Linked DNA regions of Pan troglodytes: region 1 is linked to region 2. Evidence: chromatin contacts called from public Hi-C data. All regions are on one chromosome and are shown on one strand. The core of a region is the stretch at or near the end of the contact, and the rest is flanking DNA. Distances in the headings are between cores, read along the strand shown. Region 1 holds the start of ZAR1L (zygote arrest 1 like). Region 2 overlaps FRY (FRY microtubule binding protein).

The links. A called contact is a pair of places that touch in the nucleus more often than the background predicts.
Region 1: a contact with region 2 is called in a Hi-C map of induced pluripotent stem cells, with 1.9 times the contacts expected there. The contact joins the promoter of ZAR1L here to the enhancer-like site in region 2. A contact is called at or near these places in 2 of 7 Hi-C or Micro-C datasets (induced pluripotent stem cells and stem cell-derived neural progenitor cells) and 1 of 1 other capture datasets (stem cell-derived neural stem cells).

What each region holds. Positions count from the first base shown.
Region 1 is chr14:31,468,288-31,471,147 of NHGRI_mPanTro3-v2.0_pri, reverse strand. ZAR1L (zygote arrest 1 like) reads left to right here and starts at 1,599. Exons shown (of 5, transcript XM_054664880.2): 1 at 1,599-1,819. BRCA2 (BRCA2 DNA repair associated) reads right to left here and starts at 715. Exons shown (of 28, transcript XR_010150631.1): 1 at 480-715.
Region 2 is chr14:31,398,350-31,401,049 of NHGRI_mPanTro3-v2.0_pri, reverse strand. FRY (FRY microtubule binding protein) reads right to left here. Exons shown (of 62, transcript XM_054664864.2): 48 at 525-704. Among named protein-coding and RNA genes, the nearest start is that of ZAR1L, 70 kb to the left of the region's middle. Within about 2 kb of position 1,434, at least 2 of the 24 cell types and tissues checked have an H3K27ac peak or open chromatin away from gene starts, as enhancers often do. A contact at or near this core is called in induced pluripotent stem cells, where this site is marked.

The DNA.
Region 1 (2,860 bases), core at 350-2,849, 70 kb before region 2:
GGCTAGTGGGGACAGAGGGCTCCAGTTAGAGACCAACGCCGCCTGGTAATTCCCATCAGCATGTCTTCGGAATACAGCAATTACCAGGGGCTTAAGTAAGGCAAATACAGCGTGCCCAGCAGCTGTAAAACACTTCCCCAAAACAGCAATATTCCGTTAAAGTGATCGTGTTTCCAAGAAATTTCAGATGGCGTCATCTGGGACAGCTGGGAGGGAGGTTAAGTCTTGAGCTGAAGGCGGAGCCCAAAGGCCGGGCCGGAGGCGGGAAATGGAGACCCAGGGAAGGGGCGGGGCTCAAATTTGCTTGGCGAAAATTTGCCTTCGGGCAAGGACCTTTCTCTCAGGCATGGGTGGGGGTTGGCAGAGACAAAAGGGCAAGAAGCCGCGGCAGCGACCCGGGGCGTGAGGCGCTCCCCCGCCACGCTGGACTGGGACTGCGGAAGACGCGCTCGTCCCCACCCACTACCACCACCACTAACCCGCTCCAGAGGTGCAGTTCTTTTTTGGCCGGAGTAAGCTGACAAAAACCGCGCCGGTCACAAATCTGTCCCCTCAGGCTTCTTCCGGCGGCGACCCACCGCCGCAAAAGACACCCGAGGCGCAGCAGTGGCGCAGCAGAGCCACAGCGGCTCCGCTTCTGCCGCCTAGTTTCAGAAGCTCGCGCCACAAGCCCGCGCTGGCCACGTGACGCCGTGACGCGACACGCAGCACACGCACCACCCGGAAGTCAGGCCTGGGTGGGCCGCTGCGGGTATTTCTCAGTGTGGCGAAAGGAAATTCCTTGTCAGGCATCCCAACCGTCAGTATCTGACCGAATAAAGCGGGAGCTGGAGTGTGTGTTCTCTTCTCGCTGACCCTTAAGAGTCCCAGGCCACCCTGCTTGGAGGGGCCGCCCCTATGCCTACTCCAAGTCCCCCATCCCTTTCTTTTTGCTCCAGCTCATGTTTGGGTGGGCGCCCTCGGGACACGACCTGGGACCTATGAAATACCTTTGTTCTGACCTTAAAAGGGATGTTCTCTCAAGACCTGTTCCCCAAAGCGAGCCGATCTTACAAAAGCTTAGAGTGGTCGGTGTGTTGTTGTGGATGACTTCACTTAGTGGTAGTGGGTGGGGCTGTTATTTGAAATCAGAGGATTTTAGTTCCAGTAGCTGTTCTGCTAATGGGTAGCAGGTGTTCAAGACCTCCGAGCCCGTTTCCTTGCTTGAAAAATTGTGAAACCCATCTTAACTCGCTCATGAAGTGTGAGGTACCTTGCTCCGCAGGCCTTGGTAGTATCTTTTGCTTTTTTTTTTTTGAGACGGAGTTTCGCTCTTGTGGCCCGGGCTGGTGTGCAATGGCGCAATCTCCGCTCACCGCAACTTCCGCCTCCAGGGATCAAGTGGTTCTCCTGCCTCAGCCTCCCGAGTAGCTGGGAATACAGGCATGCGCCACCACGCACGGCTAACTTTGTATTTTTAAGTAGAGACGAGGTTTCTCCGTTGTTGGTCAGTCTGGTCTCAACCTCCCGACCTCAGGTGATCTGCCTGCCTCGGCCTTCCAAAGCGCTGGGATTACAGGCATGAGCCACCACACCCGGCCCATCTTTTGCATTCTTAGGATTCGGATCACCTGTCTTCCTCGCAGGCTGAACTGGAAGACCTGACTTCATCTCCGAATTCGTTGGTTCTGTAACATGCCTAATGCAAGGCTGAATAGGGTTTGTTGTAAGACCTACAAAACCTTCAAATGGATTCAGTGAGAGTTGCTCCCGTGGGGGCCTTGCTGCTTCCAGAAGGTGCTGGAGCAGTAAACAGAAGCAACCTTGGATTAGAAAAAGGGTGGGCTCCGCTTGGTTCCTTAGGGACCATTTTAGTTTGATAATCAGTAATCCTTAGTTGTAGAAGGAGGCCTTACTAATGCAGATAGATTCTAAAGCTTTTGCTCTAAGTCTAATTCGCAAAGAAATACGTCTGTGATCCTTACTAATAACAGCTGCCACTTACCAAACATTTTATGAGTTAGGCATTCTGCTTTGGGTTTTCAAGCAATACCATGTTTAATCTTACAGTAATCCTGTAAATTGGTCAGTATTGTCAGATGAGGATACTGAATCAAGTAGTTAAGTAATGTGCCTGGTAGTAAGGCCCAGGTTTGAATTCTAGTCCATTTGACTTCACACACTTAACTAACCTGTGATTTATTTACCCTGTAAATCAGAACAATATGCTTTGTCCCCTTTTTTTGGGGGGAGGGGTGTCTCACTAGGAGTGGACTAATGAGAACCTGTGGCATGTCACACAAGTCTCAGAAATAACATTTTCTGTCATTTTATACAGCCCCCCATACCTTTATGTTTCTTGTTCTCTTTGTACCAGGGACTTGCCACTTATTAGCTCCACCATAATAGACTTTCTCACCTATTCTCTTCTAGCGCAGCTACTCAATTTACTATTTGTATTCAATTTACAATATGCTTTAATTTTTCTTAAAAACATTATTTCCAGCTGGGCATGGTGGCTCACGCCTGTAATCACAGCACTTTGGGAGGCCAAGGTGGGCAGATCACCTGAGGTCAGGAGTTCGAGACCAGCCTGGCCAACATGGCAAAACCCTGTCTCTACTAAAAATACAAAAATTAACTGGGTGTGGTGGCATGTGCCTGTAATCCCAGCTACTTGGGAGGCTGAGGTGGGGGAATCACTTGAACCCCAGAGGTGGAAGTTGCAGTGAGCCAAAATCATGCCACTGCACTCCTGCCTGGGAGACAGAGCAAGGAAACTCCATTTCAAACAAGCAAACAAACAAAAACCCAAAAAACCATTATTTCCTAAAAGTTGTATATATTTAATGTGCACAACATGTATATGTACACAGTGAGA
Region 2 (2,700 bases), core at 185-2,684:
TTCCTGACTCCTTAGCTTGGGTCCCTAGTCTCTTGCTCCTCCCTCTCTCTACCCTCCCCCCTTCAAGGCAAGAATTTAGTTTTACTTGTTTAAAAAATAGTGTGGACTGGGGAAGCAACTATAAAAGTGGAGTCTATATTCCTGTAAATTTCGGTCATCTGCTGAACTGGCTGTCATTCAGGGAGAAACATTGTGGATATAAAGACATGACCATTGTCAGATAAAGAACGAGTGAAGGTCATGGTTTAAAATGCTTATGATTGTTCCATTTTTAAATACCTCTTTTTAAAATCATTTTTTACATAACTGAGGCTAGTTTCTATTTTTAAAAGCTGCCAACTGAGAGTCCCAGTGAATATGACACTCAATGGGTTCTTTAAAAAGCAAAACCTAATTTAGCCCTTAGAAATCTTCATTTGAAATAACTGTCAAATAAGTCTTCTTTTTTCCAGGCAACTACTTTTGACCTTTGCTACTACAAATTCATGCTAAAGTTCACAGAAATAGTTAACATAGCTAAGTACCTCCGAAATATCGAAGTGGAAGTCCAGGGTTTTCCCAGGTAATTCCTTGGAAGCACTAGTCCACACTCGATGTATTTCTATTTTTGAGAGGTCACTGTGCTGGTATGAAGGTAAAACAAGGCTAGCTGACCGAGAAACTACCAGCTTCAAGATATTCAGAGCTTCTCTCCAGTGAACACTCTGCAGGAAATAAAACATTCAAGGGTTAAAAATAATTTAATTTTTTTAAAGCTAATGTATGTCAGAATGACCAGTGAGAAGCTAGTGACCAGTCAGAATTCACTGACTTAAAACAGTGCAGGAGGTTCCATGAGAAGTAAAAGGCAAATGACATAAAAAGACAATGTATATATAAAAGGAGCTATGTTTAGGAGACAAACAAATAAAAAAAGACCAATTTTGTCCATTTCAGCTAAATTAAATTCTTATTAATGAGGTACCATTATGGTAATGAGGCACCTCCTTAATTTGAGGGAAAAAAAAAGCTCCCAATGCATTTTATGACACTGACTGTTCAATTCACTCTTTCTTAAAGTTCTCCCCACCTCCGGTTTCCAGTCTTCTTGGTCCTCCTTCTAGTTCTCTGGCTCCTCCTGCTCCATTTGCTTCCTGGGTACCTTGATCTCTGTCTTCAGCCCTCTTTTCTTCTCACTTCTTGTCTTCCTCATTACTTAACTCAGGAATCTGGAAGCCCTTCTTAACCCTTTCTTTCCCTCCCTCCTGGTAATCTGTTCCCTCCACGGCATTCCTGCTGGCACTGGCTCAGCGGCACCCTCTTGGGCCTTGCCTGGACTATCTCAATGGCCCCTTACTGGTGTCCTGGCTTGCAGCCCTTAAGTGCATCAGATCCAGCTAGAGTGATCTTCCTAGAACTCTTCAGACCAAGCCACTTCCCTGACTAAACTCCTTCACAGACTCCCTCTGGTGGACAGGGTGGAGTCCACACTCTTTGAGCATGGCCTGCAAGGGTCATCTCCCCCAGGCTGCTGCTGGAGTTCCCCAAACTTGGCAAGCCCTCTCAGCCTCTGTGCCTTTACTCATGCTATGCCCTCATCCTTGAATACCTTTCCTCTCCTTATTGGCATGTCAAATTCCTACTCTTCATTTAAGACTCAGTTTTACCATCTTTGTTTCTCTGACAACCTCCAATCAGACTGTGTGCCGCTCCCACAAAAATATTAGAAACATAGATAAACAAATTTGATGAAAGTTGTTATTATTATTTTTTGCCTGGACTTTGCAGTCAAAGCACATGAAATAAAACATCTATTAAATTCTGCACAAGGGAAGCCATGGTTTAAATGTGAAATAAGCTACTATTTGAGTTAAGATAAAAAGTATCAGACGTCGCCCGCAAGCCTAAGACAAAATGGACAGCCTCATTAAACAACAAAATGGGGCACACATTCGTAGAAAGGTGTCAACTGACCATCTGTCTCCTGTGAGTGAAGTGAGAAACTGTTAACTGACTGCCTACCCTATGTGGTGTAAGTATTATGCAGCAACGCCACTTGAAAAATGCTTGGAAGTCACTTTCAGCATCAAATAATTTCTGTAAGTAATTTGGTGAAGTAAAGATGGAAAGGAATGTCTAAAATTTATACTGTATATCTTCGTCAATGAGCTTCCAAAGAGAACCTAGCATTTGCCCTTGAATCCTACAAGTTACAAAGTACATTCCAGAGAAGAAATAGATAGACAAATACAATATAGAGAAAAGGATGTCTATGCTCTTGAGCTAGGCGCTCTCTACTTAACCCCATGGTGGCCCTGCACTACTCCCATGGCCTGGAGCCTCCCTGCTTTAGTCTGTGGTCATGTGTTTTAGATTAACTTCCAGGCTCTAGAAACTCGTCCTGGTGTGTTTGAGCTATCTTTCCATCTATCTATATTCCTATCTTCCTATTTATCACTGTTGGCCGGGTTGGAGTGCAGTGGTGTGATCACAGTTCACTGTAACCTCAACCTCCTGGGCTCAAGGGAAACTCTCTCCCCAGCCTCCTAAGTAGCTGGGACTATAGGTGTGCACCACCATACCTTGCTGATTTTTAAAATTTTTTTATTTTTGTAGAGATGGGATGTCACTTTGTTGCCCAGGCTGGTCTTGAACTCCTGGCCTCAAGCGATCCTCTTGCCTCAGCCTCCCAAAGTGCTGGGATTACAGGATAAGCCACTG